3 separate regions of the Mus musculus genome follow, and regions 1 and 3 are each linked to region 2. Evidence: chromatin contacts called from public Hi-C data. All regions are on one chromosome and are shown on one strand. Each heading gives the region's core, a stretch centred on a gene start, on an enhancer-like site or on the middle of the called end of the contact. The rest is flanking DNA. Distances are from core to core; before and after follow the strand shown. Region 1 has its middle 6.2 kb from the start of Gm30536. Region 2 has its middle 5.8 kb from the start of Gm30796. Region 3 has its middle 34 kb from the start of Gm30536.

Region 1 (2,700 bases), core at 102-2,601, 210 kb after region 2:
GTGGCTTTGCCTGAGTCTCTATGACTCAGTGGCCACACACATCTCTGAAATTTCTGATCAATGTTTTCACTCTTTACCAGTTGGGTTATCTCCTCAACATTGGATGGGTCCCTTGGAGCTCTGCCATCTGAGGCGTTGCCCACGGTCACATTAGTTAACATGGGACAAGGGACTTCATAGATGTAACTGAGACTGACAACCGGCTAGCCTCACTGTTTCAGTCCGTCCCACCATCCCACAAGCCCTCACAAGCCGACAGAGGAGTGCACAGACACTTGAGGTCTGAGGGGATCCCACACACGTGAGACGCTAGAAGATGGAGAACACGGGGTGGGGGGGCACAGAGCGAAGGCTTCCACCATCAACCAGAGACTTTAAAAGATGAGTGGAATGAGACCACCTTTGTGTCAAGACAAAGCAGTAAGGACGTTTTTAAAACTATCAATCAATAAGGTGAACACAAAGCCAAGCCAAAGCTCGAGAGATGGCTCAGCAGTTAAGGGCACTCACTGCTCTATCAGGAGACAGGAGTCCAGAGTTCCAGGACCCACATCAAGTGGCTTACCAAAGCCTGTCACTCCAGCTTCAAGGAATCTGAGGCTCACTTCTGGCCTCTGTAGGTAGACCTATATACACATGTGCACACATGCACACATACACACACACTCACACACAGATGCATACACACACACTGAAGTATATAGTTGGGGCAAGAGTTCCATAGAGCTTGGGAGATGGCTCAGCGTTTGAAAGTGCTTGGGATGAAAGCATGAAGGCCAGACTCCTGATCCCCAGAAACCCACAGAAATGGGAACAACCGGTGGCCCTATAACTGCAGCCTCTGAAGGCAGATGGGTGGGGGAGGGTGTTCTAGAGCAAGGTGGGTGGCAAGAACCAGCCATGCCAGTGAATTCTAGGTTTGATTGAGAGACTCTGCCTCAATGGCCTAAGCGGAAGATCCATCGAGGTGGTGGATTTCCAACCCCAGGCCTCCAAGTACATGTACATCTGTACACACACACACGTGCACACGCATGCACACACACATACACATGAACACGTGAAAACTGGGAAAAGAAAATGCCGAGTTCCTTCAGCTCCAAGGACAGTTGTAAAAGGGCAACTGCTCAAAGTGACTAAGTATTTTTTCTGAGTGTAGCTACAGCAGATAAAATGAACTTGCAAGGAGAAACAGTGTAGCCTGCTTCACTCACATGCCCCTCCCACCTAGACCCAGGGCAACCTAACTCATCATTCTAGTTTCCAAAAACTCTGGGACCTCCCCCCTGAGCACTCCTCCAAGTCTCCCTCAGTGAGAGCAGGCGTCCCTGGCCTCCATTCTCAGGACTTCCCCATTCCTCTAGTGACGCCATCCCTGTGTGGCCAAGTCTCTATTTGGAGGTGTTTTCTTCCTTCCTTTGTGTTTTCTTTTTAATTTCCTTAGAACCAGGAACCAATCCAAGCAATGTTTGCTTCCCACCATGTTAGCACCAAGCTGCCCCTTTCTGAGGAGAGACGCGCGCGCTGCCTTAATTGCGCGGTTGCTATTGAAACACAGAGTGAGAGACAAAGCCCTTCATTTGGGAGGAAAATTAATTGTACACAAACAAGAACACATTTCATCGGGAATTAGATTCTTCAGCACTCCCCTGGCGGAGAACTTTACGGCTGCTTCCTTTCTGTCTGACAGTCAGCTTTCTCCCCTTCTTCTCTGGAAGACTTTCTTGGCAAACCAGGAGTGGCAGTTCCCCCAAGGTCCCTTTACAGTCCCTTCCCTTACACTGAGGCTGCCATTGCTCCAGTCCACCTCGAGCTGTGACCCTGTCAGCAGACAGTCCCTTCTTCTCAGCCTCTGAGGAGTGACAGCCCCTCAGTCCCCGGGGCCTCTGCTCCTCCCCAGCCCCCAGATTCAAAGGTAAAGGAAAGATTAAGCGTGATGAATCACAGGACGGGAGGTAACCTGGGGAAAGAGCTCGCCTCCACTGCTACTGCGAGATTTATTGCTGAGCGCCACAAGTAATGAAACCATCCATCTCCCACTGGCTGGAAAAGGAATCTAGCACAAGTCTGCAAAGGGCAGAGAGAAAATCGGACTTGTTGGAGCGGTTGGTGGCCAGTATGCTCTCTCTGTGATCTGGGATATGTTGGCAACAGACTAGCCCCCTTGTAACTATTCTGACAGGAGAAAAGATACCTTAGAAAGACACTGTGTCCCTCTCTCTGAATATCAGACTATTAATGGACCTCCAAGAAGTTAAGATTTCCCCAGGAATCCCATGCACAGTGAAGAAAGAGGCTGCAGCCTGCTCCCAGGCAGAGGAATTTGCCTTTCAGAAAGAGATTCCACACACTATTGGCAGGTCACACACGGGATAGACCTGAGGCCCGGAGCTGAGACAGTGCTGGGAAGGATCATGCTTTAGCCAGGGCTGCTGAGCTGTTGAAACCTTGCCCTCTATTTAAAGCTAAACCTCACATGGGAACCCTAAGGTAGAGAGCTCTTTCCTCTGCCTTTCACTGTGACCTGCCTCTTCAATTGGAATATTAGGGATGAATGGCTCAGCCTAGTCTGTCAGAGCTGCAGGGGCCCAGGCTCAGACCTAACAGCTCTGGTCACATCCTGATATTTGCCCTGAGGGAAGAGGGGCACCATCAGCACCCTGACCTGCCAGCTGAAGCGCCATTCTTGACCCCCCCACA
Region 2 (2,700 bases), core at 28-2,527:
CCTCCCAGAAGCCCCTGTGGCAGAGCCATCGACAGGTGGAGAGGGAGAATTAGCCACGTGGCCTTTTCTCATCCTGTTCCCGTGCTCATTAAGGAAGTTCAGCGCCACCTTCTCGACACCTGCTTAATTGATTATGGGTTCAGAAGCCAAATTTAAACCCAGGCTTCTCATGACTAAAAACAGCAACAGCATTTGGCTTGATTTTTATAATATGCAAGAGTCAGGGTGTCTTTCCCTACATGGAGGAAGGGGGCACAATGTGAACAGGTCCTCTGATGTTTTGAGAAGAGCCAGAAGCAAAAATCTATTGATTACAAAACAAAACAGAAGAGTTGGTAGCTAACCAAGAAGAAAACAAAACAAAACAAAAAATACTAGTTTGTGCTGTCTGCCTGCCTGCCTGTCAGTGTTCTGCCTGGCTAAGCTCGTGGCACCTTCAGGACCCAAGGAGCTGGGCTCAGAAACTATGACAGACACCCAGCTTGACCCTGTTTTCAGAGTGACCAAGCTTGCGTTTACCACTCCCACGTTTGATAGAGGTGTGGGTGCAGCCCACACTTCGGCTCCCTCTGAGTGCCACAAGAAGCATCCTTGTCACCCAGGTGCTGTGAGAAAGGTCCCTTCCCCCAACCTCATGGCTGACACCCTGAGGCAGGAGGGACACGCACTAGGCACCTGCACCCATATAGGGAGATGAGTCTGCTGCTTCCCAGAGGCTGAGGCTGTGTCTGCTCAGAATTGGTGGCTGAGGCATGATGAGGGGGTGTTGTCAGGAGCTCCAGAACTTGGTATGAGTAGCTGGCCTGGGAGCTAATCGGTCACCCACACCCCAGCACTGTGGTGACAGATGTATGTCACCTTGCCTGGGTGCTGGAGGATTGGACTCAGGCCCTCATGCTTCTGAGGTGAAAACTTTACCAACTTTAACCAGGCCCAAGGCAGGCCAGTTTTAAAAGACTAGCCAAATAATTGCATAGCAGGTTCCTGGAGCTGGCCCAGGAGATCGCCCAGAGCTTCAGCGTGAGTGTGAAGTGCCTGGAAAATGTTGTCCCAGCAGGATGCATGGGCTGGGCCTGGAACTTAAATGTCATCAGTCAGGGGCTGGATGAGCCACTGAAGTCACAGAGAAAGGTGTCAGGATGACCTCAGCCTCGGCCCTTTGCTGTGGGGAGGTTTAGTCATGGAAAGAAACTAGATCTGCTTTTTCTGCACCCTCACCACCCCCAGGCTGACGCTGGGGAAAGCACATTTTGGTTGGCTGGCTAGCCAGCCTCCTCTTAAATATTTAACCCAGGCAGGGCAGTTCCTGCCTCCCACCTCCCTACCTCCCTCCCTCCCACCCTAGCTGTCCTTCAGCATCAGAGCTGGGGCCGGGAGGAGGGGCCCAGGACACATGTTTCTGAGTTAGAGATGCTGAAATCCTGGTAGTTACAGCAGTTTTAATAAATGGGGTTAATGCTCCAGGGTGAGGCTCTCCGTGTGCTGGTCACGCACAGCTGCCTGCATCAGTCCAGAGGTTTGTTTAAATGTACAGTTTAGAAGTGGATTAAGCAAGCTCTCTGAAGCCCAGTGTGCTGGGCAGGCGAGCACAGGGGACTGGTCAGAGCACAGACCCAGAGCCAGGGACAAGGATGCACAAGGCTGATTGACTCCAAGGATAGCGGGATGGAAAAGGAAGAGGCTTAAGTGAGATTTTTCAGTGAGCCCACAGCTGTTGGCTTCTTGGGGCGCTCACTGCAGCGGCTGGGGTTGCCTCCGCTTCTTCAGAGTCTGGGTCAGGCCTGGCAGATCAGGTCAGAGCTCGCTCTGTCCTTGGCCACTAAGGTGGATCCTCACTTCTCTTCCCTAGTCCTCCTTCCTCTGTCCTGCTGCATCCTGGATCCCACTTCAGCCATATTTAATGAGCCTTGGTAGCTTCAGTGCTACACCCCAGAGTGGACAAATGACAATAGGATTATTTCTTAGGTTTCTAGGTCTGAGAAGATTGAGGTCAAGGTTCTGGAAGAGCTGGCGTTCGCTGAGGGCCACTTTCCATCAAGGCATGGTCTCGTGACTTAACTACTCCCAAAGGCCGTGCTTCTCAACTGGGTTTTGTGGGGAATGGAGTGCTGACATACATCTGGACGCCTTTAGGCAAATGAATCCAGCTCAGCATTGCTTGGGACACTGGGGAGCTCATGGGCGAGCAAATGAGGTCATGGGATGCTTACCCGACTCTGTGAGACGGCTTAACCTACAACACACACTAAGCAAAAGATGCACTGCTTGACAGTGGCTCGTGCCATCTGCCCTGAGGTGGATGTGACACATTTGCACAGGTGACGTAGTAAGGACAGGCACCTGGGGACAGGGAGTGGGGCTGGCAGGAAGAGGTGCCTCCCAGAGGCAGGAGCAATGGCGGCGGCGGCGGCAGCAGCAGCAGCAACAGCAGCAGCAGCTTTGAGGAGAGCCTGAGACTTGGAAGGGAAAAGCTTGGTAACACACTGTAACAGGTACGAGCCTGACTCTCTGGTGAACCATCTAGGTTCTCGTGTCTCAAGACAAAGGACTACACTGGGCACATATGGTGAGAAACAGAAATAAAGGTGAGCCAAGAAGCAAGATCACTGAGCAAGGGAAATGGACTTCCAAGAATAGGAATGGGCTATTGAGCAGAGGGGAAAGCCAGAAGCACTGGGTTGGAGGCAGGGGACACTTAGA
Region 3 (2,756 bases), core at 182-2,681, 170 kb after region 2:
AGTCCTAACTGGGGACAGAGAGCTCTCTCCCAAGACACTGAGTCCCAGGCCACATGCTGCTGTGCCCTCTCTCTCCCACCGCCTCCCTCCCACCCTCTCTCTGCTCTCTACCCTTCATCACACTGTTGTGTTTTCTTCTCTGTCTCTATCTGGAAAGTCCTAGGTAGCTGTCGGCTCCCTGCATTGCGCTGTGGGTGAATTTTCAAGGAAGCCTTACAGGAGAGAGCGCCATCTCCCCACACCCCTGCATCCTCCAGCCCCAGGCACCTAGGACGAGTACATTCTCATCAATGCACACATACCTTGTGCCTTGTTAGGTGAATGGATGAGTGAGTTAGTCAGTGGATGGATAGGTGGATGAATGGATGGATGGTCCCTATAGAAAGAGGTTTCTTGAGCAGGGCGTGGTGGCACACGCCTTTAATCCCAGCACTTGGGAGGCAGAGGCAGGCGAATTTCTGAGTTCAAGGCCAACCTGGTCTACAGAGTGAGTTCCAGGACAGCTAGGGCTACACAGAAACCCTGTCTCAAAAAAGAGAAAGAAAGAGAGAGAGAGAGAGAGAGAGAGAGAGAGAGAGAAAGAAAGAAAGAAAGAGTAAAGAAAGAAAGAGGTTTCTTCTTTCTCCTTACAGCTCGAACTCTGCACACATTCCCTGGCGTTGTGTTAAGCGGCCATCTTGTGCTGCCGTGCCCTTGCATCATGTCCCTTGCTCTTGTCCACCCCTTTCCCCTCCAATACCAGCTTTCCCTGGAAGGCCGAGAGCTCTTGGAGGTCATAGGCTGGCTTCTGGAGACTGCTTCAGTAAAAGGTTTTGTGCTTGACTCCAGGGCTGGGCTGCTACAGTTGGACTAGGTTGGAATTACACTAGTGAGGAGGGGTGAGTGGCTGGAGTGGAGCAGAATGGGCTGGAGTCAGGTGGGGAGGGTAGAAGGATCTGATCGGTTGTAACCAGTTGGGCTGGACTGTGCTGAGTTGGGTTTGTTGAGTTCCACTGAGCTGGCGTGGAAAACTGAGTCACTGCAAATTTCATTCACTCTCCAGCTTTCCCATCAGCAGAAGCTGGTCCCTCTGTCAAGGTGATTTTCCCTCTCTGTTGCTTCCACTAGACTCTCATATGTCCCCTATCCAGACTCTGTGACTCACCCCCTCCCTACCGGGCCCCCAGTCTCTGTCCATCATATCCCCACATGCCTGGTGCCTGGCTCTGGCTTTCAAACCCTAAGCCCCACACACATTCAGAAATTGTTTGATCAAAGGATCAAAGTAATGACAAAGCCAGGTAGGAGGGCACCGAGGAGCCCAGGAGACACAAGCCAGGTATTTGATGTCCACTTCCCCCTTGGAGAAGATCAGCTCTAGGAGGATTGTGTGCCCTGACTTTGCCCTTGACCAACCCAACCCAACCCAACCTAATCCATCCCTCTGGAGAGGAGGGTTCAGAAAGCCTGTGGACACGGCCTTGAGGCCAAAATGGGAAGGGGAAATGACTCAGCTGAGCCCAGGAGGAAGGTCTCAGCTGGCAGATCCACATCCATCCAATGAGCGTGACAGAGTGTCTCTACGCACCTCCGTCTCTGCCCAAAAGCACAGGCCACAGCATCCATTGCAGACTTGAGCTCACGGGGGGGGGGGGGGGGCGATGCAGAGGGAGCCTGGGTGGATGGCAAATAGGGAGAACACAGTTCTTGGCTTCCAGAGATGACATACAGAAGCCACAGCCTAAGATGGCCATGAGCTTAGCCTATGAGAGGGAGGAAAGGGGTGATCTATAGTGGAGATCTACAGGGGTGATCTATAGTGGTGATCTACTGGGATGACCAGCCTGGAGGAGCAGACAAGAGAAGGAGGTGTAGCCAGAGGGGTTTTCTAGGATCCACAAAGCCCAGGGCACAACTCCTCCGCTCATGAATACAAACATTGCATCCTTCTGCATCCACACTGAACTTCGGGGTAGTTTTTGTTTGTTTAATGTTTCTGAATATTTGATGAGAATAATTTTTTTAAAAAAATATATAGTAAAGGGAAGAACTTTTAAAAAGTTGGAGATTCATCTCTGCCGTGTTTGAACCAGTTTCTCAAAGATAAAGTCATAACTATTTCACAAACATCAAATAACCATGTGTCAAAATTTTATTTAACTCAGTAGCTAGTGAAAGATCTGGGAAGATTTTAGAGACAATTCAAGTAGACTAAGCTGTCTGGCTGTTGAGCCCCCAGGGATCCTCCTGTCCCCACCTTGCCAGTACTGAGATTCCAGGCTCACCCCACTGCACCAGCTTCTCTCTATGTTCTCATGCTTACACCGACTGGGCAGGGACTTTCCCAGCCAGCCATCCCTCGGCGCTTGGTGTTTCTTTGATGTCTGTGGAGTGTGTCACGCCCTGTGGCCACCCCACGCCTGTCCTGAGTCTCCTGAGGTCTCAAGCAGGTAGTGTCTGAGGTTGACATCTTGCTGCTTTTAAAGCCACAGGTTCACACATCTCTTAGGAGCCTCACATCACAGAAGTGTTTAGATACTTTTTTTTTTGCATACTAATATTGTCCTTTTTCTACTCTAAGCAGTGTCCTGCGAGTCAGTTCCTTTGATCTGTTCTTGAGTATAGCGTTAATGGTGCCTATACTGGTTATTCTGTTTCTATACCTCATTCTGCAGTAAGAGAGCATCCTGAGATAAGATGTAGGAGGAAGGGTGGACGGAGAGCTAATAGTGTGGGAGGGCAGGCAGCCACCTTCCCATGGCCTACAGCTTCTGTGT

The links. Hi-C and Micro-C count contacts between places; a contact is called where the count stands out from the background.
Region 1: a Hi-C map of uterus shows a contact between it and region 2. The contact joins two enhancer-like sites. A contact is called at or near these places in 3 of 484 Hi-C or Micro-C datasets (the HL-1 cell line, bone marrow-derived macrophages and uterus), 10 of 115 datasets of contacts at active chromatin or transcription factors (bone marrow-derived macrophages, cardiomyocytes, embryonic basal ganglia and 4 more) and 1 of 9 other capture datasets (embryonic stem cells).
Region 3: a contact with region 2 is called in a Hi-C map of bone marrow-derived macrophages, with 27 read pairs. The contact joins two enhancer-like sites. A contact is called at or near these places in 2 of 484 Hi-C or Micro-C datasets (bone marrow-derived macrophages and natural killer cells) and 1 of 115 datasets of contacts at active chromatin or transcription factors (embryonic stem cells).

Annotation. Positions count from the first base shown.
Region 1 is chr2:166,186,857-166,189,556 of GRCm38.p6, reverse strand. No RefSeq gene overlaps it. Among named protein-coding and RNA genes, the nearest start is that of Gm30536, 6.2 kb to the left of the region's middle. Within about 2 kb of position 1,351, at least 19 of the 459 cell types and tissues checked have an H3K27ac peak or open chromatin away from gene starts, as enhancers often do. A contact at or near this core is called in bone marrow-derived macrophages and uterus, where this site is marked.
Region 2 is chr2:166,397,813-166,400,512 of GRCm38.p6, reverse strand. No RefSeq gene overlaps it. Among named protein-coding and RNA genes, the nearest start is that of Gm30796, 5.8 kb to the left of the region's middle. Within about 2 kb of position 1,277, at least 110 of the 459 cell types and tissues checked have an H3K27ac peak or open chromatin away from gene starts, as enhancers often do. A contact at or near this core is called in bone marrow-derived macrophages, natural killer cells and uterus, where this site is marked.
Region 3 is chr2:166,227,311-166,230,066 of GRCm38.p6, reverse strand. No RefSeq gene overlaps it. Among named protein-coding and RNA genes, the nearest start is that of Gm30536, 34 kb to the right of the region's middle. Within about 2 kb of position 1,431, at least 35 of the 459 cell types and tissues checked have an H3K27ac peak or open chromatin away from gene starts, as enhancers often do. A contact at or near this core is called in bone marrow-derived macrophages and natural killer cells, where this site is marked.